Linked DNA regions of Mus musculus: regions 1 and 2 are each linked to region 3. The links are chromatin contacts, called in public promoter capture Hi-C maps. All regions are on one chromosome and are shown on one strand. The core of a region is the stretch at or near the end of the contact, and the rest is flanking DNA. Distances in the headings are between cores, read along the strand shown.

Evidence for each region. Promoter capture Hi-C pulls out the DNA fragments that hold promoters and counts their contacts.
Region 1: a promoter capture Hi-C map of pre-B cells shows a contact between it and region 3. The contact joins the promoter of Fam118b here to the promoter of Nfrkb in region 3. A contact is called at or near these places in 1 of 39 promoter capture datasets (pre-B cells) and 1 of 484 Hi-C or Micro-C datasets (CD4 T cells).
Region 2: a contact with region 3 is called in a promoter capture Hi-C map of pre-B cells. The contact joins the promoter of 4930581F22Rik here to the promoter of Nfrkb in region 3. A contact is called at or near these places in 1 of 39 promoter capture datasets (pre-B cells) and 1 of 484 Hi-C or Micro-C datasets (CD4 T cells).

What each region holds. Positions count from the first base shown.
Region 1 is chr9:35,265,415-35,269,377 of GRCm38.p6, forward strand. Fam118b (family with sequence similarity 118, member B) reads right to left here and starts at 2,391. Exons shown (of 8, transcript NM_194257.2): 1 at 2,309-2,391. Rpusd4 (RNA pseudouridylate synthase domain containing 4) reads left to right here and starts at 2,467. Exons shown (of 7, transcript NM_028040.2): 1 at 2,467-2,664; 2 at 2,988-3,153. The coding sequence starts at 2,476.
Region 2 is chr9:35,114,514-35,118,267 of GRCm38.p6, forward strand. 4930581F22Rik (RIKEN cDNA 4930581F22 gene) reads left to right here and starts at 2,215. Exons shown (of 6, transcript NR_029475.1): 1 at 2,215-2,327; 2 at 2,856-3,754. It overlaps St3gal4 (ST3 beta-galactoside alpha-2,3-sialyltransferase 4), which reads right to left and starts at 2,351. Exons shown (of 11, transcript NM_009178.4): 1 at 2,185-2,351. LOC115487216 (a long non-coding RNA gene) reads right to left here. Exons shown (of 3, transcript XR_003948311.1): 3 at 2,687-2,775.
Region 3 is chr9:31,384,005-31,387,624 of GRCm38.p6, forward strand. It overlaps Nfrkb (nuclear factor related to kappa B binding protein), which reads left to right and starts at 2,188. Exons shown (of 26, transcript NM_172766.3): 1 at 2,188-2,266. 1700023A20Rik (RIKEN cDNA 1700023A20 gene) reads right to left here and starts at 2,044. Exons shown (of 1, transcript NR_165167.1): 1 at 999-2,044.

The DNA of each region.
Region 1 (3,963 bases), core at 1,141-3,640, 3.9 Mb after region 3:
ACACAGTCTCTCTATGTAGTCCTGGCTATCCTGGAATTTGCTATGTAGAACAGGCTTAACTCATGAAGATCCCCCTGCCTCTGTCCCTGAGGGCTGGGACTAAAGGCATGTCCTGCCACACTAGGCCCTAACTCGACTTTAAACTGTGAAATGCCATGATTCATGGGAGAAGCACTAAGGAATCCGTAACTTTTGTAATCAAATGAAGAGATAAACAGCAAACCTGAAATCTTTAAATTCTTCCTAGAAAATCTCGGACTAAGCCTTTTCCTCCCAGTGACTGTTGTCTTTATTTTCAGGCATTATAGAGTGTGCCTACAACTAAGATCACAGCTTTGTGTTGCTAACAATGACATCTGAGTTGTTTTGTTTCATTTTGTTTTTCTTTCTTTCCTGCCAAAGAAGGCCAATTCTGTAAAAACAAATGTTAATTCTTGAACAGTGCAAAAAAGGTAAAAGTATAAATATTTTTCTCGAAATTCTTCCAAACCATAAAGGTTCCATACCTAATATAGGAGTGTAATTAATGTAATGATGTGATTTTAAATCCTGATGTTCATGTCTTGGGAAAAGGGGCTTTCATGTGACTAACACGTGATCCTCAGCAGTTCAGAGACATTAGAACATGGAACTGGAGCTTATCAGAAAGGATAATTCTTTTAGAGTGGAATTTCTCAAATTTTATATAGGTGTTCTACTTGTGAATTTATTGGTGAGAGGGGACAAAGCCACTAATAGAAGAAACAGTGTTTCCCAAACTGTTCCCATGGAACTACATCCAGATCACTTATCTTATTACAGAAATACAGACAAGTCTTCCCACCATTCTCTACCTTCGTTCTTCACGTCAAAAAAAAAAAAAAAACTGACAGAAATATAACTGTTCAAAATGTTCATAAACAGACTGGGTGTGTGGGGGTGTAGTCTTTTATTCTAGCACTAGGGAAGCAGAGAAAAAGGTCCATGAATTGGAGGCTAGTCTGGTCTACAATGTGAGACCTTTAAGACAGACAGACAGACAGACAGACAGAAAGCAAACAACAACCCAACCTAACTCAGAATCACTGCAGCCACATAAAATATTTGTGAGCTTACTATATTAACAGGTTTGGGGATGAAAGAAGTCCTCCAGTAATTCACATCACACCTTGACTGTATAGCTGGTAATTCACATTTCAAGGACAGTACTTAGCAGGGGGGAAAAGACCGCGGAATGGGACGGGGCTTCATTAATGATCATCTACATTACAGCAGCCTAGTTGGTTTCCCGGATATACTTTCCTTTTTGATCTGTCCTGCTTTGTATTGCCACATTCCTCTCTACAATACCACTTGCAAGGGATTTCTCAAGAAGTTTCAAAGATCCAACTATCACATGAAGTTTAAATTCTTCAACTTCTAGTCTTCTGAGGCTATTCACCTGTTCAACTGTTTCACATGTGGTTTCCTTCTGCTAATTCATTTTGGAGGGAGAAACACCCAAGCCTAATTCAACTATTCATTCTCTAACTGAAATGCAATCTGGCTATCTTGAGGGAAGAGTCACTAGTTCTCACGACATCCCTTCAGCATCAGCTTCCCCAGCAAACGGCATGCGCATCCCAAGGTGTTTTCGAGATTACCATTCCAAAACAGCTGTTCATATTCCCAGCTGCCCTTTGGCGATAGGAGAGTCGTCGTTTGCAGTTCGGGAGTCTCTTGTAGGAAAGGGAGAGAGAGAGAGAGAGGGTTCGACGGTTTCAAGCTATGGAAGGAAAGACTAAAGGAGGCAAAGGGGGAAAAGCTCTTTACTTTCCTTGGGAAGAGTAGATAAGGGAAGAAAGAGGAGACCCCAAGAAACGAACTCTAGAGAAAGGTCAGTATAAACCCGTAGCGCTCTCGAGGTAGGACGTATGGGGCGGGGGTCCTGGATGAAGGAAAAGAACCGTCATCTTCGGGAGGACTGGCTACAAACAACGCGAAACAAAGGGGTTGGCAGTCGCAAAGCGGGAGGTTGGAATATGAGAGATCTGGGGATCTCCGGAGGACGAGCGGCAAGAAAACGAGAAAGAACACCACACGTCCCTCTGAGGACCCGCCGAGGACCTGGTTGCTAAGAGGGACCAGACAGGTGCCGGTAAAGACTGAGGAGCAGCCAGCTTCACTTCTAAGGACGCGGGGGCGGGGAAGTGTTTCTGCGTGGAGTCGTGCCCCGAAGCGAGACACGCTTGCCAGGGCAGTGCTCTCCAAGAATGGAGATCCGGGCCATGCGAAAACCGTTGGGGCACCGGCATTTCCCAGCCCTCGCCTGGCTTCCCCACACACTCACCGCGTCTGCTCCAAACGCCACCGCTCCAGCTGCAGCTACCGGCCGGCGCAGCCGCACTGAGCGCGCACCGCCCCACGTGACCCGTAGGCTACCTGCCCACGTGATCAGCAGGGCCCACCCCCCCCCCCTTCCTCCTCTCCGCGCTGTCCGGCCCCGCCCTCGCCAAGATGGCCGCGCCCTGCTTGCGTACGCCTGGTGTCCAGCTTTTGAGTATGAGTTCGCGTCCCGGGAGATTGTTCACTCCCGGCTCCTGGTCGTTTTGTTCCAGCGCTACTTCCTCTAGGCCCCTGAATGCTCAGAGATTGGCAGAGAAGCTCCGAGCCCAGAAACAAGAGCAAAAGGCAAAGGAAGTGCGGGTGAGTCTAGAGAGACTCAACTTCCGAGAAGCGATGCTCTCACGGCTTTCTTAGGTGTGGGGTGTGGTAGGCAGGTCCTGTAACAGCAAGTACATCAATGTTGAGAATATTCTGTGTGGTAGTCGGAATACCGCACTTTTGCTACTGCCAGACCCACCGCGTGGGTATGCAGATAAGACAGATGGCTATGTATGGTCCCAAAGGAAACATGAGTCAAATTATACAGTACAGTCATTCCACGGATTTCCACCTAAATCGCACTTAAGGCCATTCCCAGCGCTTCACTCCTTCATTAAGCTTTTTCCACCTTTCTCTTTCCTTAGGTGCCTACAAACCCCGTTCAGCGGAGAGTGCAGGAACTAGTGCGATTCACACAGCAGCTGCAGCGAGTTCACCCCAATGTGCTTGCTAAGGAACTGAGCCGAAGGATTCTCCACCAGGACAACGACCTCGTGGTCATTAATAAACCCTATGGTCTCCCTGTCCATGGTAAGAGCCATGTGGGCTAAGGAGAGAAACCTGCTGCTGCTTCCTCTTCCATCTAGGGTCACCCCTGAAGCTTTATTCATGAGACACTCTTGAATTCAAGTTAATTAAACCTTATTATCCCATGTATGTGACTACTGGTAACAAACCAGTGTCTAGTCCCCACTTGCAGATACCTGACAGTGAGCTGTATGCAGCCTCCCACAGGAATTATTGCAGAGAGATACAGAAGCTCAGTTCTGCACTGTGGGCTGTGTACAGCCACCCACAAGAATCGATGCGGAGAAATACAAAAAGTTACTTGCTAACTGTTATTTTCCATCAAAGTGGTTAAAACAAAACAACAACGAAAAAGGAGTTGGGAGCCAGTGTGCGACTGCCGCCCCAGGTCTAGGGGAGGATCCGGTGTTCATGTTCAGATCAGTCTCAGCAGCAGCAAAACTTCATTTCAAAATGAGAGAGGTAGAGAGACAAGGCTGGGAAGAGGAAATAATACACACGGTTGCGGTACACAGTAACCCCAGAGGGACTGGAACTTAATAGATGTCCTGATGCTGCTGAGTGTTCTGATGGGGGACGGCTGAAGTGAGTCAGAATTGAAAGGGAAAAAAAAAAAAAAAAAAAAAAAACATTTGTCAAAGGTCTGCAGGAGGAAAGTAAATATTTTAGCAAAAAAAAAAATATTTTAGTTGGAATAAATCACTCCTTTGGTGGCAGTTCCTCTAGGTTTCGTAACGAGTTCTTGCCTTACTATTTATTCTCTGCTTAAGTTTCTAGTTGTTGAGGATAATTTGTTTCGGGTATTTATATTTT
Region 2 (3,754 bases), core at 965-3,464, 3.7 Mb after region 3:
CTGATTCTTAGTTTTACCCAGAAAACAAAATCCTATGACACTAAAACAACTGACAGGGTAGAGGGGCCAGGGTGCTTTTGTGGGTGAGTCACTGGTTCAGGGCAGGGAGCAAGAGAGGGAACAGAAGAGAGCCTAGAAGGCACTGGGGGCTTCCTCACCCTGAGCCTCCTAGTGGAATGGGGGCTTCCTCTCTCTGAGCAGCAACCCACTCTTAAGCTAAATAGTCCCTTCTGTTTAAAGCCTAAGCAGGCAACTCTAAAAGAAAAAGTGTATCAGTGTCTTGCCTGTGTGTATTGTACTTATGTGCACCACGTGCATGCCTGAGCCTGTGGCAACCAGAAGAGGGGGTCAGATCCCCTGGAACTGGAATTAGTCACTATATGGGTACTTGGGAATTGAGCCTGAGTCCCCTGTAAAACCACTCAGTGCTCTTAACCATCTTAGATAGCAAGGTAGTGCTCTATCTTGGAGAGATATAATCCCAGAATAACCTTGGAGAATAACTCCAGAAGGGGCTTATTAAGACAGGGTCTCATGTAGCTCAGGTTGGCCTCAAACTCCACATAGAACAGAAGATGACCTGGATGATCTACAGTCAAAATGCTGGCATAACATTTCCAGAGTGCTGGGATTATAAATAGGTACCACCACAATATGTTTAGGCAATGTTAAGAGATCAAGTTTAAAGAGTTTATGACAGGTAAACACTTTACCAACTGCATTCCTTGTGTCGTTGTCCGTCCTCCCCCCCCCCCGCCGCCCCCCCCCCCAGTACTGGGATTGTAGGCAGCTCCGTCTGTCACTGAACCACACCCCCAGTCCCTAATTTACTTTTATGACTTCTGCCTGCATACCTCTCTTTATCTCCATCATCACCTTGAAATCTTTGGGGACTGGCCCAACTCCTGGCTTGCTGTAGTGGGGCTGGGGGATCGGATGTGTTGAGGAGGGTGAAATGAGTGGGAGGTGAGGCCCAGGGTTCAGTAAGCAGCCAAAGATGCCTTCCCCTATGCAACAGGACAGGCCATAGGGGATGCTCAGAGTAGGGCAGAGGCAGAATAAGTTTGAGGAAGCCGAGCGGTGTCAGTTTTCTCAAAGGATGTTTGCAGACCAACTCCCAACAGAACAAAACATGTCCAGTTATTTCTGAGGCCCTAAGTGACTGGCACCTCCTAGGTAGCACTCTAGGGGTGCCTGGGAAAGTAAGGTTATGGATGGTGTTTCACTAGCAAACTCACAACATTCCCTCTGTACCCCTGATACTTACACATATCAATTCGTTTACAACCCCCTGGGTAGAGAGGCCTGGAGGGGCCAAGTGGGATCTGTAGCACTGACCCTGCCCTGTGGTATTGGTGTGTGCCCCTTGTGAGAGACAACTATCACTGTGGTACTATTCAAACCCAGACTAGCCTTTTAAGCCTGACCGGGGGGAGGGGGGGGGGAGGATCTAGCCTAGAGGACAGAGAACAGAGTAGATCAGACTCATAAACCAGAAAGTCTACCCCTCGGTCTGGGAGGAATGGCAGTGGTACAAGACACGTTGGCATCTCGGGGCTGCCCATAGGTCTCAGCCAGCAAGGGTCTCAGAGAGGCACCTAGAACAGACATAGACAAGGGTTCTGCCCCAGCTCTAGGTTAACTTCTCAGTCTTATCCTAGGCCTTCTCACTGCCCATTACCCAGGCAACTTTGAAGCACAGTTGGCCCAAAGACCCCCCCTAATCCCTGGACACAGCCACCCTGCAATTTGGCAAGCCCACCTTTGGGCTTTGCCTCAGCGACCTTGCAACTCCAGCACACAGGCAGACCCTGCAAAACTTGTCACCTCTAGCAAAGCCAGCCCACACGTCCTGACTTCGGAGGATGCTAGAGGTGATAGTCACCCATTCAGCTAGGACGCAAGAGCGACAGGGTTGGGGGTTAGAAACTTTCCGGAGGATTGTCCTGCTCACTCACTCCTAGAGAGCGAGACAAGTCAGGCTTCCCGCGAAAATCTAGTCCAAGCAAGGGACCCAGCTCCCCAGGGCTGTGGCCACCCTACACCAACCCCGTGCAGCGTGGCGTCCACGTGCGGGGCCCCCCGACCACCTCTCCGAGCCGTGGCGGGAGGCTGCAGCCTCGCAGCCCCGTCACTCCCCGCCCTCCGCCGCGGGGCCCCAGAGCCCGGCTGCCGCGTACTCACCCTCGCGGGTGGAGCGGGGCGGGGCGAGGTAAATCCGCGCGCAGCTCCGATCCGTTAGGCGCCCCGACTGGCGGGGCAGCACTGGCGCAGTGGCTCCGCTCGGCCCGGTCCCTGTCCCGGGAGCGGGGCCGGCCTGGGAGCGGGCAAGTCCGCCTGAAGGGGAGGCGGGGGCCAGGGCTTGGGCGGGGGGCGGGGGGCGGGGAAGGGGCCGGACACGCTTGCGCACACGGTCGGGAAGCCGACAGCCGCGAACGCCGCGCTGGAGGGAGGGCGCACCGAGAGAGGGAGGGCGCGGAGAAAGGAGGGAGCTAAGAAGGGAGGGAGGGCATCGAGGAGGGAGGGCGCGCCGAAGGAGGGAGGACGCAGAGAAAGGAGGGAGTAAGGAGGGAGGGAGGGCGCAGAGGAAGGAGGGCGAGGGTGTGAGGCCGCGGGGAGACTGGGGTTGGCCTGGAGGCCTCCCTGGCCTGGAGAGAGACGGCCGGGGTGCGGGAGGCTGGATCGGGTGAGGGCAAACCCAGGGCAAGCGCTGCCTGTGAATGGCTCCAAGATGAGTATGCCCAACGTTGCCTCTAGCACTGATCCCACGCTCTCCTGGAAACAATAACCAAGAAAGGCTTCTTTGCTGTCCCCGCGCGGTTAAAAAAAAAAAAAGTATCCTTTTCTCTCTACAGAAACTCAAGAACAGGAATAGAAGTCCATCCTTCCAATATCCTCCCATGCCCTCATGGCAGTCAGGTGACCTAAATTGACGAGCCTTTTCTCTGCCCCAGGCCGGCCTATGCGCCCCAAACTGCTCCCTTAGCTCTTCCTCCTTTGCATACCCTCTCTTAGCCTTGGATAACTTCTCAGTTTCCGTTCTTGCTGAAGGCGCCAGGCATCCTGTCTCCAGAGGAAACCCCTTCAAGCCTTTAACCCTGATGCCGTGGGCTCTAGAATTGCCTGGACTGCAAACAGTGCAGAAACCACCCTGCAGGACTGTCCATTTCAGGAGTCAGCACAGTGTTACCCAGTTCCTAGCTTGAGCACCCTGGGGCTACAAGGAAAGTATTAGATCCAGTCCCCCTTCCCCCGGAAGCTTGCTATCTAGTTGCAGAGAAGGGGTGGCGGGTGTTGTGCTGGACTCCCATCAAGAAACAGGCGGCACAGGATGTGACTAAGTGTAAGTAAGATGTGAATAACTGACAGTAAGTGCCCAGGGTTTTAACGGAGTTTAAAGTCATCGTCAGGGGAAGCTGGAGGTCTCATGTGTTGGGACTCTCCAATTCACAACAAAACGAAGAGGTGGCCTCCAGCTTCTTCCATTCCGGCTGTTTCCATCTGAATTATACCTTGCATAGGTGGAAGCTCTTTGGCAGCTCACCAAAACCTAGTTTTATTTGAATGGTACCTTTGGCCTGACAGTCACCTAGTCACTCAACAAATATTTATTACATTTCATGTCCTGGTCTGGAGCTAAGCTGGGAATAGACAATACAATGACTATGTCTCTGTGTTTGGCAAGGGAAAAAGAAGAAGGCAAAAGAAAAACTGCTCGGGGAGAAAGAACAACTGAAATATGTCTGGCAAGTTG
Region 3 (3,620 bases), core at 938-3,437:
CATAGATCTGTCAGTTATTTGAAATATGTAGGGCTGGTGAGATGGCTCAGTGGGTAAGAGCACCCGACTGCTCTTCCGAAGGTCCGGAGTTCAAATCCCAGCAACCACATGGTGGCTCACAACCATCCATAACGAGATCTGACTCCTTCTTCTGGAGTGTCTGAAGACAGCTACAGTGTACTTACATATAATAAATAAATAAATAAATAAATCTTAAAAAAAAAGAATAAGTTTATTTAAAAAAAAAAGGGGGGGGGGCTGGTGAGATGGCTCAGTGGGTAAGGGCACCCGACTGCTCTTCCGAAGGTCCGAAGTTCAAATCTCAGCAACCACATGGTGGCTCACAACCACCCGTAATGAGATCTGATGCCCTCTTCTGGTGTATCTGAAGACAACTACAGTGTACTTACATATAATAAATAAATAAATCTTAAAAAAAAAAAGAAATATGTATCACTTGTGGGTGAAGAGTATGTGTGTGTGTGGGGGGGGCGGGGGTTGAGGTAAACCTATGCTTTGTTAAATTTTGTATGACCCTAAAACTGCTCTAAGAACAAGGGCTAATGAAAATGGCAGTTTGTAATGTTTTAATGCTCTCCTGTCTGGTCACCCAGAGTGACGCTGCACTGCCATTTCTAATTGGTGGTTTCTAATTCCAACAGGATCCAAGGACATCTTTTTTGTTTGTTTTTTGTTTTCTTCGAGACAGGGTTTATCTGTATAGCCCAGGCTGTCCTGGAACTCACTTTGTAGACCAGACTGGCCTTGAACTCAGAAATCCACCTGCCTCTGCCTCTCTGCCTCTCTGCCTCTCTGCCTCTCTGCCTCTCTGCCTCTCTGCCTCTCTGCCTCTCTGCCTCTCTGCCTCTCTGCCTCTCTGCCTCTCTGCCTCTCTGCCTCTGCCTACCTTCCGAGTGCTGGGATTAAAGGCTTGCGCCACCATGCCCCGCTGATCCAAGGACGCTTATAGAGTCAGTGGGTGTGTGTGCGCGTGCGCATGGGTGCAAAGATTTGGCTTTATTTGGAAAGCACTATTTTCCACTGAGAGAAGGACATGCCTGGCATGCCCTGCTCCCCTGACATGTTTATTAAACCGAAGGAACAGTGGCTAACCCACGCAGGACCAGAGGGTGAACTGTAGAATACTTGAGAAGACATTCTAAATAAGACGGTCTTAGAGAAAGAAGGCGTAATGATGAATCATAAGAGTAAGTTGTCGATGTTTTCACTTTCTGCAAGTTGTGCGGACTTGGAGACATGGGTTAGAGTCTGTGTTATATTTCCCAACCTTCAAGACTGCAAGAGGTCCTCCACTGTCTGGTGGCCTCAGCAAAGCCTTCCCGACAGAGTGGTGGTGTCTAACAGTTTTCTTCTGCAGGGAAGCTCTTTAAACAACTCAAGAAAAGCTCTTTAAGCAACTCAAAATAGCTTCAGGAAGTCCCCGAAACGGATCAGATTCTTTAGGCTCCTCTCTGCCAGAATAAACGATAAAAGCTGAGAGACCTTCTCAGATGGAAGGACGCTAAACTGAGGATTCTGAGTTGGGGAAAAAGCTACAAAGTCGACTCTGAGGCCAGACCAGCTACCTGGAGGCAGCAGAAACCAGCTGAGCTGCCTGGAAAGGTGTAGACCAACTGAGGCACCTGGAAAGGACTCATTGCAACCTGTTGAGCTGCTTGTAGGCTGTGCAGTGTTTCAGGTTCCCAGCTTTTGTGAGTTGTCACTCATGCTGGGGTGAGCCTTGGTTTTTCAGCTAAGTCATTTCTGCTCTTGTTAAGTAAACCCTCACCCATATGCCTGCAAGTAATCCCAATAGTAGTTCACCAAGTTGGACTTGGGTGGTCTCGGTATTTTGATTTGTCGTGTTGAGTATCCCCTGGAAAAATTTTGTCACACAAGAAGTGGTGGTTAGCACGGTGCCTGTCAGACTGTGCTCTTGCTTCGCAGCTGACAAAAGGCGACATCGCTCTATCCTCCAAAGCTCCTGAGCCAGGAGAACCCCGCACAGAATGGATCGTGCCTTCTCCGCACCGACGTAGCTTGTGGCACCAGACGCGTCGGGGCGGTTCAGGTGCTGCCACAGGCTCCGCCCCTGCCCGTCCTGCCCAATACGCTCCGCCCCGCCGTTAGGTTTCGCCCCACAGGTCCCGCCCCTTCCGCTGCCGGAGCCCGGAACGTGCGCGTACCCAGACGCCTTGCGGGAGCGAGCGCGTTTCGGAGCCCACGGCCCGACGAACCCCGGGTGAGACCCGCGGACTCTGCTGAGGTGAGGGCGGGCCCAGGCGTCGGGTTTGGTGGGTGCCGGGGGAAGGGGAGAAGCGGGGAGAAAGGGAGAAGCGGGGCGTTGCCGTGGGCACGCGGCGGGCCCCACGCGTGGCGTGCGGCTGCCGGGTGGGCGAGGGTTAGGGGGAGGACGTGTGGGGGAGGGGCGGGCCGCGGCGCGCTGCGCGCAGGTGGGGCTGGCGACGTGGGGCTGCGGTCCGAGGTCCTTGCTTGCTGGTTGCTCGCGAGGGTCTAGAGGGTGGGCTAGCCCAGGTGCAGAGAAGAGGCCTTCCTGGTCTAGCGAAGCAGCCCGGGACACCCCCAACACTTAGAAATCGGCAGCTTCCGGGGTTCCGGCTCGCTAGCAGCGCCCCTGTTTTTGTATTTTGAGTTCTTGTGCAGAATAAGTGGCAAGGCAGCGGTTGTCGCTAGATAATTATGTGTAGCTTAATCAACCGCCGGTATTGGAAGCAGCTTCTGAGTGAGTTGTGTACATTGTGCACCTGTCAGATGAGGTAACTGGCTTTGCACGCTGTCTATGCCACTTACGCTAAGAGGAGTTTATTCTAAGCATCAGGTTGCCTCTGTCTGTCGGTCTGCCTGCCGGCCTTCCTTCCTTTCTTTTTTTCTTTCTTTTTTTTAAGTTTTGTTACGTGCAGGTGTCTTGCTCCTTTCTCACTTTCACTCAGTTATTTAGGCGCTACATGCGTGCAGGATGTCCTCAATTCTCTGTGTGCTGACGATGAGCGCGCACAGTTACCTGGGGACCACACAGCTGTGTCCATGTAACACTCGCCGTATCTTTCCTTGATCTGAAATACTGTCAGAACGTGAAATCATTTTGCAGAAAAGAGCTTCCATTCTAGGTATATTACAGACTTACCCATTATCATTTGAGAACTTGGGAAGTGGGAAGGATCTTCACTGTTAATGTAAGCTCACTTAGCTGGAGATTCCCTTTAAGATCCTAAGAGAAAAGAAAGGTAGGAAGGGCCTGGTCCAACTCCTCCTTAACTACAGGTAAGGAGCCTGACACCTGGTGAGGTAAGATGTCACAGATAGTGACGGCCCCAGGGTAGAATCTGGTTGCTCTTCCCACTTTTGTGGGCTTGTTGGTCTGTTTGTCAGTAATAGTGATAAGAGTCCAGTACATGTAGAGCAGCTGGGTCATGACCCTTTTGGAGTGGGGGTTGAGTGACCTTTTCAGACTGATCATCTAAGACCATTGAAGAACACAGATATTTACATTACAAGTCGTAACAGCAAAATTGCAGCTATGAAGTAGCAACAGAAGCGGTTTCATGGTTGGGAGGTGGGTCACCACAACTCGAAGGCCGTAGCATTGGGAAGGCTGGGAA